Linked DNA regions of Arabidopsis thaliana: region 1 is linked to region 2. A link is a contact called in public capture Hi-C data. All regions are on one chromosome and are shown on one strand. The core of a region is the stretch at or near the end of the contact, and the rest is flanking DNA. Distances in the headings are between cores, read along the strand shown.

Region 1 (7,449 bases), core at 3,349-5,848, 80 kb before region 2:
AGGACTTCCTGTACAAGACCATAAACCTTAGTGGCGCCACTCTTTAGTTTTATACGCTACTATTATATTCATGATGCATCGAAGAATTACTTCAACATTATTGTGTTGATTTGTTTTCACTATACCAGCAAATAACAATTTATTGCCTTACCAAACATCAGCTAGTGTTACTACATTTGTACTAGATAGTATCAAATCTAAAACAGAGGAGTTTTACTTGGGTTCTTCTGTCCATCGTCTCTTCATTTCGGATTTGGATCGAACTTCTTTAAGATTCCCATCCAAACCATAATCTCTCTCCATCACAAGATTGATTCCTTCATCTGAATACCATCCAACTCCAATGCACAACACTCCATCTTTCTTCACATCCACGTATGCACTCACACCACCTGGTAGCCACATCACAGACACATCTTGCATATCTATCATCTCTTCCTCCCCAAACGAAACCAAAGTTTCCGGTAAGTTCCTTCTCTTTAGAGCTTCTGTGCAGAGGTACACAACTGGAGTGCTTTCACCTGGCTGTTCGAATTCGGCTTCTTCTCCGTAGAGTGGAGTTGCATTTACTTCAAATACTTTCCATGATCCTGTTAGTTCTGATGGTTGCGTGCGTTTCCTCTGTGAGAATGGTTTTAACTCCAATGGTGCGTCGTTGTCACTGAGACATAAACCGTTAAGGGTCAGAGACACTGACATACCGAAGAGAATGATATAAATCTCACAAGTTGGAGTTACCTTTGCTCTTCATAATTTGAAGGACTAACCCACAGTTCTTCATAAACACCAACTCTCATTATCTGTATATCTGCACCACCATTGGCGAATTCTATAGTGTGAACTACTCTCAGTCTCTTATGGCAACCCTTCACCAGACACTGGACAAGAAGAAGGAACAATGAGCCATTTCTTCTCTCTTAAAAATACAAACTTGAGAAATCTTAAAAAGCAAAAATAGAGACATACCTGTTCAAACTTGAAAGTCGGTGTGAGGTAATAGTTGGATTCACTCATCTCCCCAACAGGGATTGTAACTGGACCTCTGGAATACGATCCATCCTGCATATCAGCCACATCAAAGACCATAACAACATCATTTATCTCAGCCAAATGGAGAATCACAACTAAACTAGTAGCTCCCATGAAATGTACAAGATAATAGTACCTCGAAGTAAACGAGGCCGGGTGCATCTACCATGGAATCCTCTTCCATGACATCACTTGCTTTCAAGTTAAAAGACTCAAACTTAGGCAAACGACTATCTACACCACTCTGATCAACAAAAACCTCATCTTTACTCTCAGAACACTCTCCATGAGGATTTAAAGTAACCCAATTGATCTTCCTCTGTATCTCAGACTCTGTATTAGCTCCACTAGAAGGAGATGGTAACGCTTCAATCTTAGAAAGAGTATAACAATCATAAAGACTCTCATTCTTCTTCCCAATTTCAATCGGTTCCATCTCTCCAGTAATCGGCGAGAACACAGCTCCTACACCTTTCCAAATCCCACTTACACTACTCGCAAATGTTCTCCAAACTGGTTTTATCACAGGCTCCTAACAAAATCAATTTCAATCAGAAATTAGCTAACAGACGAAAATTTGAGAAAATTGAAATCTGAAAATCGATACCTGAGTTTGAAGAACAGTCTCGGATTCGATCAACATCGTCCCTGAAACCAAAACTCTACCGAATTTACCCTTTCTTCCTCCACCTAATCTCTTCCCGCTTTTTCTTCCTTTTGGCTTCACCTTACGCTTATCCTTCTCCGCCATTTCGTTGTCAACGCTCCATATATTCTCTTTGTTACCTTTCAGACTTACTTTCCCTTTGTTTCCCGCCGGACGGCTATTTCCGTCGTTTAGTCTTGATCCCTGCGCAACGATTTTTCTCCCGTTGACATTGTTTCGTCGCTGGAAATTGCAGATTGAAGGAGATAACAGAGCATTATGAAATCCAAAGCATATATTGTGGTTGTGACATGAAAGTGGAGAAGAAGAAGTGAAGCTTTTACAGAGATGAAGAAATGGTGATTGCATCGTTTTCTGAAGAATCATAGAGAAGATGATGATGAGAAGAACTAAGCAAAGTGACTCGCAAGATGGCGTTGAAACATAGAATGATAACTAAATGGGCCGTTAATACAATCTTAGGCCCATAATTATCAATATTTAAGAAGTATATAGTAGACCGTTAATACAGGCTTAGGCCCATAACATTCAATATTTTGGGCTCAACTGTCTAAATGTATGAATTATGATCCTAGATGGGAAATATGAGTTTGTTCAAAAAAGAATCAGTATAGCATCTTCTTTACTTTTCTTTTTCGTAGTTTTTTTGGGAAGTGAACTTGTGATTGGTAGGAAGGTTACTGGTGATCGACGTTTCCTTTAAGGCCGACAAAGTTAATGGACCACGGGGAGTTTTATAAAGGAGGTTTTCTTTCTTTCTTTCTTTAGCTTAAAAAGGTGTAATGATGACTTTTTCAATCTCAATTTTAAAAACTTTTTGGTGTATTAATATTGATTCATATACGTGCAATCTGGAGATCAAGACATTGAATACTAACACCAAGACGAATTTTTCGGATTGATGGTTTTTGAGTTTTCAAAATAAGTATGTTGGAATGGTGCATTGGCGAATGAAGCATTGACCAGACAAAGGTCATTGGAAAGTAGTTTTTTTTTTTTTTTTTGCGTAAAGCTAAAGGAAGGTAATAAAATACAGTACATGAAAACGAAATAAGTAGTGATATTAAATACTTTAGTTGACAAAATTGACAGCGGAAAAAACATTACATGAAGGCCATAAACTAAGAGCTTTGACCAAATCTGAAGGTAAATCAGGTTTCAGAATCAGAAGAGGATATCTATTCCAACTGGTGCAACGGTAGTTGTACCTGTTGTGTCACTATTGCTTCATAGTTTCGTATTTATTTATTGTTTCTATGATGCTGATATTTGATAATATATAGAGATATATTGTGTTTGCGTTAATTGGTTTGGTCAGTCGACAACCCAAGATTTACTTGTTTGTTATTCGTTCATCAACAATCTTATAGTTTTCTCTGTCAAATATTCTCTTTAAGTAATTTTTTAATTAGGAAGTTTAGGGATTTTTTATAGGTCATAGGTGTAGGTTAAATTAGGTTTGACAATGTATAAGGTGACTCTATAAAATATTATAAGTTTTTCTAAATGAATATATCATTAGTTGGATTACCAATTTGAATATTTTTATGAGATTTTGATTAAGTACTTGAAGTGTTACGTGAAAATATATATAGTTCATGTTTTATCATGGCAATTTTTTTAATTATGACTAACCATTATATGAATGTTTTAAAGAATAATTCTCGTTTCTATTATAAATTTTGGTATGAAATCTCTATTTATAAAAATAATGTGTATGTTTATCAACAAAAAAGAAGAAGATATGTATATGTTTTCTTGATAATACCCGTACATAGAAAGGCTATTACTTTGACTTCAAGTAAAGGTGTAGCAATTATCTATGTTCTTGCTTTTTTCCAAGCATATAAGGATAATCGTTGGAATCTAGGAAAACTTTTAACGCAACTCAACTTCAGATAACAAACGTAAATTTTAACATGGTTAAATATTCGATCTAATTTGTATATATACTTAGCGACACCAGCTTTCACTTATATAAAATTCACGAATAAAATAGTTCATATGATGGTAGCTAAATTTTCAGTACTTTAGAAAATATGAAATGCAAGTGAAGTAGAATTCAGATAACCGGCCAATTGAATAGAAAATTTGATTTAGTTGGATAGAGGAAAAGAATGTTCTGAAAAAGAGTAATGATGTGCATGTGCTCGCGAAAGTTTCCATAGTGTTGATGGTAGCGACCAGTCTTGAGTTCCATTCACGCTAAATCACGTGGACTATAAAGATTACACGTACCATAACCATAAAGCTCTATAAAGATTGCAATTCAAAAAAAAAAAAAAAAAAAAAAGAATTGTAATAGGGGCTAGTTTCTGATTTTGCTTGCTGTAAATGTAACATTTCCTCAAGTTTTGACATAGTTTTTAAAAAACCTCCTTATAGGGACATGTCACATGTGTTGGATGATTGATTAACAATCCGGTGGACCAGAAAACAATGAGTAATTATACGGAGGCCGGCTTTAGTTAAACTTCACACATCAAAATATATGGCCCATCCCTCGCCTTTTGCAATTGTCGCCGACCGGCGCGTGACGATCTACAAAATTTCGATTTTAAACTCAGAAAAATACATAATACAATATACGTCAAAATTGCATCTACTTATTCTAATGGTAGTTGAAGGAAAAAAATCAGAACTCTATGACTTGTGTTATACCATATATTACGACAAAAAAAAAGGGATTAAAAAGTCGTTGACGTTTGACTTAAGTGCCAAATTAATTAACCAATGCTTAATGACCTAACCAAAGTCACTTTTTATTTTAGTCCGGTATGACTTGTGACGGCGACGCTGAAAACGATTGAAGTACACGCGCGGGGTCCTCCAGCCTAATTGCCACCTGTACACCAGCCCTGTCCGTCGTAACTATAAAAATCTCATTTTCCTTTTTTATTTTATTTCCAAACCTCCAAACAATTAAAGAAACGGCAAAAATTTATGCTGAAATCTTTTTTTCTTCCTTATTCTCCTCTTTCGCTTGATTTCGCCGTCCGATTATCTCTATCGCCGATAAATATCCGGCGTCACTCAGTAGATCTTGAAGCTGTTGCTTTCTTGCTTTGCTCTTCGCGCAAGATTCTCTTTCTCTGTTTTCATTGAGGATTCGAAGTTGATCGCTATTTGATTCGATTGGTTTTGAGTTTTCGATCCTCGACGGTGATTGAATTCTCCTCTTTACTTTATTTTTGGTTTTTGAAGCTCGCTGTATCAATCGTGACGTTTTTTGTGATTCGCATTGTGTCTGTAGTAGTTGATCAGGTTTCCGATTGGTTTCTTATTGATTTGATTTTAAAAATTCGATTGCTGATGAAATTATCTGGTTCTGCATTTGATTGTTCGCAGGATGGAGATTTTGAAGTGAATCGGAGGAGCGAATAAGAGAAAGTGAGAGATGGATGATAGAGAAGGCTCGTTCGTAGCTGTTAGGCGGATTTCTCAGGGTCTCGAACGAGGAAGCGTTTACAATTCATCATCTGGTATTTTCATCATCTCTTAGCGTTTCATTGAGAAAAGCGTTTCTGCTTCTCTTAGTATCTAAGCTTATCTCTCTACAATTGTGGTTGATGTTAAACCTTAGTATATGGCAGATTTCGTAGTATAGAGTTGTCTATAAGCTTTGTTTCTGTGTGGTTTTATAGAGTTTTATGGATTAGAGATTTAGACTAGTGTGCCTATGCGTACTATTCCTCTGTTGAAACCACTGTAGCTCCAATAACACTGGAGTTTATTTGTTTTGTTATAGCTGAGGCTGTGCCTGGATCAGCAGCTTGGTTAGGCCGAGGTCTTTCTTGTGTTTGTGCTCAGAGAAGAGATAGTGACGCAAATTCTACGTTTGATCTAACACCTGCTCAGGTACTTGACTTTCCACTGTTCGAGTTGGAAGTTTACATTTATTGTTCCCTACATTATAAATAACGTGTTTGTCCTCTTTAGATTAGCTGCCTTACTTCTAAGTGTATCCAGGTACCTAATTACTAATACCCTATTGTTGGAATTTGCAGGAGGAATGCTTGCAGAGTTTGCAGAACCGCATTGACGTAGCTTATGATAGCACAATACCCTTGCATCAGGTACACTTTTCTTGAGGGGTTTTAAGCTTTCAGAATTTCTCATAAACAAAATTGGACTTGAACCATCATTTGAAGATGGTAGAATATTGTATCTTTTCGTCCCGTGGCCTTTTTACTGTAAGCTAGCATCATAAATTCAAATGTACCAGCTTTGATGATTACTTTGTTACTTCGTCATATGCTCTTAGGAAGCTCTAAGGGAGCTGTGGAAACTTTCCTTTCCTGAAGAAGAGCTTCATGGATTAATATCTGAGCAGTGGAAAGAGATGGGTTGGCAGGGCAAAGATCCGTCAACAGATTTTAGGTATAACACGGACTTTCCTTATCATTTATGTTACAGGTATTTCTTGCATATGTTCTCTGACTTACAGTGCATCATCTGGCAGGGGTGGTGGTTTCATATCTCTTGAAAACTTGCTGTACTTTGCCAGGAACTTTCAGGTATACCTATACACTACATATACAAACATTTCATGAAAAGAATGAGCTGATTTTCCTTTATAAATTTCACTTTCCATGCATCATAAATTATCGATCAATCAGTTATTCATGAATTCACCTCTTATAGATCTTGCTGATCCACTTATGTCACTTAGTTTAAACGGCACATGTCTATATGCTGCAGAAATCCTTCCAGGACCTTCTGAGGAAACAGGTTGGGGATCGGTCTGTGTGGGAATACCCCTTTGCTGTCGCTGGTATCAACTTAACATTCATGCTCATCCAAATGCTTGACCTTGAAGCAGGTATACAGCCACATGAATTTACTTACCTACCATGATTCATGATTGTGATAGTTGCTATTGACATCTGGAGTCATAGGATTGGGAAGCACATAACTACTATAGAATCTTCTTGCATGCATTAGGCAGATGTCTCATATTGTTCATAGTCTGTCATTCTGATGTATATACTTTTAAAATGTACAGTGAAACCGCGAACAATTGTTGGGGCAACTTTTCTGAAATTTCTTTCTGGTAATCTCTCACACAATGCTGTGGTCTTATCATAATGAAAAGCCTTTTTCCACACATGGTGCTTCAATTAGATGTGGACACTGATTTAGATAAATGTATTGGGTATTTGTGTAAGCAGAGAACGAATCTGCATTTGACCTTCTTTATTGCATTGCATTCAAGCTAATGGATCAGCAATGGCTTTCAATGCGTGCCTCATACATGGAGTTTAACGTAAGTAATAGTCGTTACAAAGCATTGACATTAGTTTGGTCATTTACATACATACATGCGATGCTGATGCTTTGTCTTGGAATATATTGGATGACATAGACGGTGATGAAATCAACAAGGAGACAGCTGGAGAGAGAGCTGATGCTGGAAGACATAATGCATCTTGAGGACTTACCCTCCTACGCTCTTCTCAATCAATAGCCCTTATGATGATATTAAATAGTAAGAAGAGTTTCTAACCTCAGGATAACACAAGGTTGCTCTACTCTCTCTCTCTCTTCACTTTTCATCTTCAACGCTTTCGGTTCTACCTCTTCGTTGACCTTTTCTTGTGTTTGGTGGTTCTAAGAAACAACTTCAACACCGAGTTGTTACTTGTTATATTAAAACAAGAAAAAGAGTGTGAGAGAGACGGGGAGAGGTTGGGATAAATCTCAATTTGGTTGCAAGGAGTGTGTAGCTAAAATGGAATTGTTTTCTAACAACG
Region 2 (7,637 bases), core at 5,086-7,585:
TTCTCTAACGAATTTCTCACTTGTTTCTATGATCTCCTTGAAAACTTCGATAATTTGATCCCCATATTTATTTGCAATAGCATTAAGGTACTTCTTCTTGTGAAGCTCCATGTTCATATAGTCCAAATATCTGAACAATGTAACATATTATATATTTTCCACATAAACACTATAATCTAGCATGTTATAAATGTAACTATAACACACAAACGCAAACATAAAAGCAGAAACCAGCCTTTTTCTTCTTCTGTATGGTTAATATATGCACACGTACCTTAAATCGGTTTTGGAAAGCTCAAGGGCATTAGCTTTCTTAGAATGTTGAAGTGGACCGATGAGAAGCATCTGAGGAGTGTATGCCTCTGGATTAACTCTCCTTAACCGGTTAGGTACTCTATAGATGCAACAATACTCTTTGCTAAACGAAGAAGGCCATATACCGGAAATCTCAGATTCATAGCAAGAATCCGGTTTATACGGTTTAGTCGTGACAGAAACAATCTTTGCTTTCTCAGCTGTTCCGTGTTTAGAAACCAATGGATCACGAAATCCTTCGCTCCATCTACCCACTTTACCAGATCCGGTTTCATTCTCCCTCGTACTTAGCTGTATTCCTTGTTCTAGATCCTCCATCAGCGGTTGCTTCTCCTACAAGTAAGAAGACATTTTGAAACTTCATTTATCTAAATTTTATGATAATCAGAGATAATTCTGCTTTTTTTTAAAAAAAATTGTTCAATTTACAAAAGTGGAAGAAAAGAAGAAGATAAATGAATTCTTTGATAAAAACATAATTAAACAAATTTAGGTTTTCCTCGAACCTTGGCCATGTATGCTGATATAGAAGTGATAACTAACGATATTTGGATTAAAGGCACGTTTCTTCTTTGAATATATATTTAATTGTGCGTGGGTTTTCACACCACGAGGTTAGGGATTTATAAATAAGATCACAAAATGACGTGAGTGTGAAGCTATCTAATTCAAGCATTTTTATATTGCTTCTGCCTTAGGGAAATTTATCCCAACTTTTTTCATTCCTTTATATGTTTCTGTTTAAATCATCTTCCGAGCAAAGAATTATGCTGTCAGGAGGTGAAGAATAACAAACAAACAAAAGTCCAACGCGGAACACATTGGACCATCTGATGTTCCTCACACAAGTTTCCTCAGGTTTCTTAACAGTTACTAGAGCCCATCATAATATCAGCCCATTGGGCTTTAAGTCTGCCCCTATATATCATTTGGGTCGGAGCTACAACTGTCAAGACAATCTTAACCAAACTACAATTTCGGCGCTTCTTTTTCTTTCCAATCATAGGCAACTAATTATTTTGTCAGGTGATACTGATACTTGCCATGTTAACTTTTTTTTAACGGTTTCGAATACCTTAAACTATGAGCGATATACCTGTTGTTGGATTCGTTTTGTGAAAAAAAAAACATATCAATTAGAGACCTACAAAATTCTCACAATAGTGGTGGGGGTCTAAATGTGACAAAATACATTATTCATTCATTTATACCCAACGTATGGATGAAGGACACCTCATTGGTTATCTATAGTATTTAACTTTCATTGACTATAAATATTAATTTTCCAAGTAGAAAAAAACGCAAAAGTTACAAGAGCGAGCATATAATCCAAAATAAAGATGGACATATAATAATGAAAAGTAAATAAAGAAGCAGAAACTTCAAGAATTATTCGGGGGTGGAAAAATAGGAGAAAAGAAAAAAAAAAAAAAAGTGGATCATAATCAAATTTTGTCTCTTTAAAGATGCAATTTAATATGACAAATAAAATTATGGAGACAAAGACAATTCGTAGGGCAGCCACTAATAGATATATAAATGATGTGATGTAGACCTATTTCGCTCTTAATTTTGTTCTTCCTCTACATTATACATACCTTTTCCCTTGCATGACTGGATTTGTTTATAAATATAAATCTTAATTTAGTTTTCACTATGACAAAAAGGTATTCATGAAAGGTCTTAATCTCTGTTTTTTATTTTTGTAACTATTTTTTTTTATATTTGAAAATATTGATGTCGATTACCAACGTTAGTATAAGGTTTCTGGTTTTAAATTCAAAATAAATTGGTAATAAACATTTGTGTTGTAATAAATACTCCAAATCTATGTAATCCAACGGTTTCGGGATTAGATCAAATGTTAAAATATCCAACGTGAAAGAAACCTTTAGTAATCATCAATTTATTACTAATGTGCATGTGTAACGTATTAAAAACTTTTGGAGACTATTTTCTTATCATTCAATTATATTAAAAGAAAAGTCGTTTACATTACTAATTTGTTTATGTATTTTATATAAAAAGGAAAAGAACAAAAAAAATTGCATTTGAAACACCGAGTCCTGCAGTTTAATAAAAGAAGAAGAAACAGAGAGTCCTTAGTTTTATATAGAACACAGAAATTTCAATACATGTTTTCATAAATATTTTGAAATTATAATGGGTCTTAATATATATTAATTACAATCGTGTTATTATTATAACTAGAATGATATTCAGTCGGACCAAAAGCAAGATTTGGAGGATCTGAATTGGTGTGGCCCAAAGGGATGTTACCACTCAACGAACTTCCACAATTACCAAAAAAACTATAATAGGTACGTTTATGATTTCAAAGAAAAATACCACAAAGAAAAAAACATTTTCTTGGATTACTATCCTGTTTTTAGCTGAAAAACTTTGTCATCATCAAACGTTTTATAAAAGTATCATGGCTTTTTGCAAAGATATTTCAGTAAATAACTTCATTATTATTTTGTTGGTTTTCATTTTCATATAACAATATACTTAAAAAAAATGTGAATTTGAACTTTGAAATACAAACAAGACATTTTTGATAATTTCTATTTTAAAATCAGATTCTCGCTAATTTTATTGTCTCAACTTTGTATTGCAAAATTCATCTAAATCAATGAAGACAGAGTTTATAAAAAACATTATTGCTAAATTCTGCGAGAGTTCCTCGCACTCAAAGGGGAACAGGTAAACTAAGTTGCACTATCAAACAACACAAAGTAGTAGCTCAATACTAGTAGTAGCTGTTATAAAATAAAACCAAGCTGGATCTATGAGAAAAGCAATACGTCTCTCATGACTCTTGCCCATCGCCTACTAGCTAATGGAAAATTTTCCAATTTATATTTTATTTTAATTTAATACGATTACCTCTTTTTGAGGGAAACATAGAATTGAATGAACAAAAGAGTGAGAGGGAACATCATATTTAAGTTTCTGAACCGCTTCTCCCTTACCCCTTTTATACGTATCGATGCATTATATGCATATTTGTACTTTGATTTATGTCTACGTATCGATGCATTATATGCTAGTATATTATTCACACTGCGATATATCAATGTATATATAGTTTATATATGAAGAAATACAGAATCCATTTTTTCCACGAAATAGAAGGAATTTAGAATGATGAATTAGGACCACTTTTTTCCCCTTACCGTATGGTTACATTCACAGATTTTTTCTTTTCCTTTTTACCTTTTAGCATAATATGTGACTGTCAATATCTTTAAAAGTTCTATCAAAAAACATCCTTATATACAACGTCGTTGAGATCTGATCTCCACCGTTGATCACACTAGTATTAACCAGATGGCGACATTTGATTGGTTCTTTCTTTACTACCAGTTTTGGTTGCATGCTGACACCGTATTAACTCTTCGCCGATCGATGATATGAATAATGTAACATGAAGATTAGAGGAATTTTCTCATTCTATTTGTGTTTTCCTTTTAACTAATTGTTTTTTTCTTTGTTGAAAAAATAAAAATAGTGGTTCTCCTTTTCTTTAAGTCTTTGATATTTTATTTTTGTACGATTAAAAACGAGTGGCATGTGCGCCATGTGTGCCCATTGACTTATATAAAATTATTAAATCTCACATCAATCATCGTATATCGCTCGCAGATTTTTCCCACAATCTCTGCTCTCTCTTTCTTGGTTTTTTAGACTTTTATTTTGTATCTATCTGTATGATTCTAACTTAAAATTGTGTATATATACACGAAAACTTGTTTTTAATCTATCAAACTCAATCACAGTTGTTTAACAAATAGAAAAAGCTCAATCAGCTACGTTGTGTTTTAATTTATTTCAAACCTACCGTCGTATATTTTCAAACTATATATTGCAGAGATATACCGAAATTATTCCTAATTTATTTCCAAAATACACCTACCATATATAACTCTTACTACTTGAGTTCATACTTAGCGATAGTTTGAATTCCTAATTGTTCTCTTACCAATATTCTCTAATGATCAAAACACACACACATGTTATCACCACTCAAAGAAACTAGTCGTTATGATATAAAAGTCGGTCTCCGTTTTGAATATGGAAACTCGCATATCAGAATTTTCCAGCTACTACCCAAAATGCTAGGATCAATTACGAATATTAAAATATAAATCATTGACAAATATAAGTATTCTGTTTTTTCGACGAAAACCAACTTGTGTCAATTTCTAATATATTTTGACGTTTTATGATTGAAATATAAAAACGTTATTCACCTGTACAATTGTCATCATTTTCATTATTCTACTACTATTATGTACCTACCATATAAAAACGTTTTTGAACTGTATACCATTTTCATCATTTCATGATTTTACCACAATGTACCATCATCGCAGCTATCAGTCTATCACACCGTGATGTCAATTATAATCACGAAGGATGAATGACAATATCATATAAAATATAATTGGACTATATAATAAAACAAATGAGAACCTGCAGATCAGTGTGACTAATGGGGTCAATATTCCTCAATCAACTAAAAAGATTCTAAATGAACAATAGCCACACTTTCCTGAAGTGGACAGTACTAAGCTACTAGCTCGATTTATTTCACAACTATGAGCATATATAGAGAATCTGTGCCTGCATGTGTATATGTACATATACTGTACACATAATTACATATACGTGTTAATAATGTCGTTCATTAATTGTTCAATGAATTCTTTTATAATAACAACTGGGGGAAATAATTAAATGGAAGGAGTATTTTCTATTTATTGTGGTGGCCAATGGCCATATATACAATAAATATCAAGTAAAGTGGTTTCCTAATTAATTATAATGGCGCCGAATCGAATATGACGTACTAACAGTCTTACACAGATACAATAACATATATATAGTTACGTTCTATACATATTCCTTCACATAAATTTGATATGGTACGTGTACGTTTTATATTAAATACCTAGACCCATTCGTATTAATTAAAATCTAATGACGTGGACAGCCATCTCAATTATGCTTTCATGCCTTTATTTTTCCTCTCGAGAAGGAAACAAAAAGCTTAATGACATTTAATTATGAAATTAATTAATTGAAAGAGATGGCTTAATGCTTTGGTCAAGGAGGCTAGGTGTGAATCTTGTGTTTCTTTATTTTATTACTCCTAGTGTATACTCGACTTATTTACGGCACGTGTAAACAAATACCTCGAGCCGACATGTAATTTGATTATTTGGACATAATTAGTTACTGTCGTAAGTCGTTAACTAGGTTATTTACTCGAAAAAAGTGACGTTCTTTTAATTTAGAAAACAAAAACTCTGACAAGTCTTTTAATAGACCCCAATAATATAGGGTTTTGGGGTTGGGGTTTGATAATGTTCTTTCAAATTTAAATTAATTATTTTAAAATCGCCCATTATCGTTTAACCTTTTTTAATTACGTATAGTATATAGATTAATATATACTTAAAATTTTTAGTCTGATAATGAAAATTCCGAAACAACATTTGTGTATGGGTTCTATCCGAGTCTTGGCATTGTATTCGTACTCTATTTCTTAATTTAACCAATCTAACATATTTACGAAAAAGAAAAAACTCTACGAGAAATAGAAATTAGAATAGATGCTAAATTTTTATAAATGACGACGTGACACTAACTCCAATTTTGTTTGGACGAATAAAAGTAGAAGATGGGAAATTCATGTGTTAAGAGGTGACGCACATGCACGAGGGTCGGGCCATATTAGACTAAAAGTAAAAAAAAAAAAAGTTTAAACGACTTGCCATGCAATTAATTTTTGTTCTTTTTTCCCTCAATAAAATACATAATATTTTTCCTTTTAATAACAAAATTGTTGTGTATGTACATAATAAATAAAACCATGTTGTTTCAATTTATTTTCACATGGAACAAAACTGGTTCGCTGAAACTGTGAATCTCAATAATATCTTTTTTGTTCTATGGACCCCATTCCATACTGCCTCCTTCGTTTTATTATAAAGAAAAAACATTATATTTTTTTCCATATAATATGAAAAAGCCAAAGAAAAAAAAAAGATTGTGGAGGAATATTAATACAGCCCACTTCACATCTATTTTTGTGCAACCATCTCTCTAAAGCTTCTTCTCTCATAACAATGGCAAGACAAATCAACATAGAGAGTAGTGTTTCTCAAGTTACCTTTATCTCCTCCGCCATCCCCGCCGTATCTTCCTCCTCCTCCATCACCGCTTCCGCCTCATTGTCCTCTTCACCTACTACATCTTCCTCTTCTTCGTCATCAACAAATTCTAACTTCATTGAGGAAGACAACTCTAAAAGAAAAGCATCTCGAAGATCATTGTCATCGTTAGTCTCCGTTGAAGACGATGATGATCAAAACGGTGGAGGTGGGAAACGGCGAAAGACCAACGGTGGAGATAAACATCCGACGTATAGAGGAGTGAGGATGAGGAGTTGGGGAAAATGGGTGTCGGAGATTAGAGAGCCGAGAAAGAAATCAAGAATCTGGCTCGGGACTTATCCAACGGCTGAGATGGCAGCTCGAGCTCATGACGTAGCGGCTTTAGCCATTAAAGGTACAACGGCTTACCTCAATTTTCCCAAGTTAGCCGGCGAGCTTCCTCGTCCAGTCACAAATTCTCCTAAAGACATTCAAGCCGCCGCCTCTTTAGCGGCCGTTAACTGGCAAGATTCGGTCAACGATGTGAGTAATTCTGAAGTGGCTGAAATAGTTGAAGCCGAGCCGAGTCGAGCCGTGGTGGCTCAGTTGTTTTCTTCGGACACAAGCACGACGACGACGACTCAGAGTCAAGAGTATTCGGAAGCTTCGTGTGCTTCGACTTCGGCGTGTACGGACAAAGACAGTGAGGAAGAGAAGCTGTTTGATTTGCCGGATTTGTTTACCGATGAGAATGAGATGATGATACGAAACGATGCGTTTTGCTACTACTCGTCCACGTGGCAGCTTTGTGGAGCCGATGCTGGGTTTCGGCTTGAAGAGCCGTTTTTTCTATCTGAATGACTAAAGTACCCCTCTCGAGAGAGCTCTCACTAACACTTTATTAGTTTGCCATTTACTTCTTCTTCATTTTCTCTATTTACGTTTGATATTTTTTTTTCTTTCCAACTTGAGTGATATTGATTTTTTGTAAAGAAACAATTTCTTTTTTTTTTCCTAGCAAAATCGTGTTTGTGTAATATAAATGTGGTGATAACATGTTGAAATATTGCAGAATAATATAATGTAGCCTTACAAAAATCGTTTGAGAGTATTTTTTAGACCCTATTATTGTTAGAATTCAATATGATTTATTCACAA

Evidence for each region. Capture Hi-C pulls out chosen DNA fragments and counts their contacts.
Region 1: a contact with region 2 is called in a capture Hi-C map of seedling, with 1.5 times the contacts expected there. The contact joins the promoter of AT2G44770 here to the promoter of AT2G44940 in region 2.

What each region holds. Positions count from the first base shown.
Region 1 is chr2:18,452,724-18,460,172 of TAIR10.1, forward strand. It overlaps AT2G44770 (ELMO/CED-12 family protein), which reads left to right and starts at 4,599. Exons shown (of 10, transcript NM_130042.1): 1 at 4,599-4,858; 2 at 5,045-5,178; 3 at 5,445-5,554; 4 at 5,704-5,772; 5 at 5,961-6,076; 6 at 6,159-6,213; 7 at 6,398-6,518; 8 at 6,702-6,749; 9 at 6,868-6,962; 10 at 7,062-7,449. The coding sequence starts at 5,094. The coding sequence ends at 7,163. TPK2 (thiamine pyrophosphokinase 2) reads left to right here. Exons shown (of 6, transcript NM_180093.2): 6 at 1-152. The coding sequence ends at 31. It overlaps AT2G44760 (dihydroorotate dehydrogenase (DUF3598)), which reads right to left and starts at 2,207. Exons shown (of 5, transcript NM_130041.5): 1 at 1,637-2,207; 2 at 1,166-1,561; 3 at 967-1,059; 4 at 739-878; 5 at 128-661. The coding sequence starts at 2,062. The coding sequence ends at 214.
Region 2 is chr2:18,530,842-18,538,478 of TAIR10.1, forward strand. It overlaps AT2G44940 (Integrase-type DNA-binding superfamily protein), which reads left to right and starts at 6,336. Exons shown (of 1, transcript NM_130059.4): 1 at 6,336-7,637. The coding sequence starts at 6,453. The coding sequence ends at 7,340. AT2G44930 (transmembrane protein, putative (DUF247)) reads right to left here and starts at 911. Exons shown (of 4, transcript NM_130058.2): 1 at 822-911; 2 at 275-648; 3 at 1-130. The coding sequence starts at 830.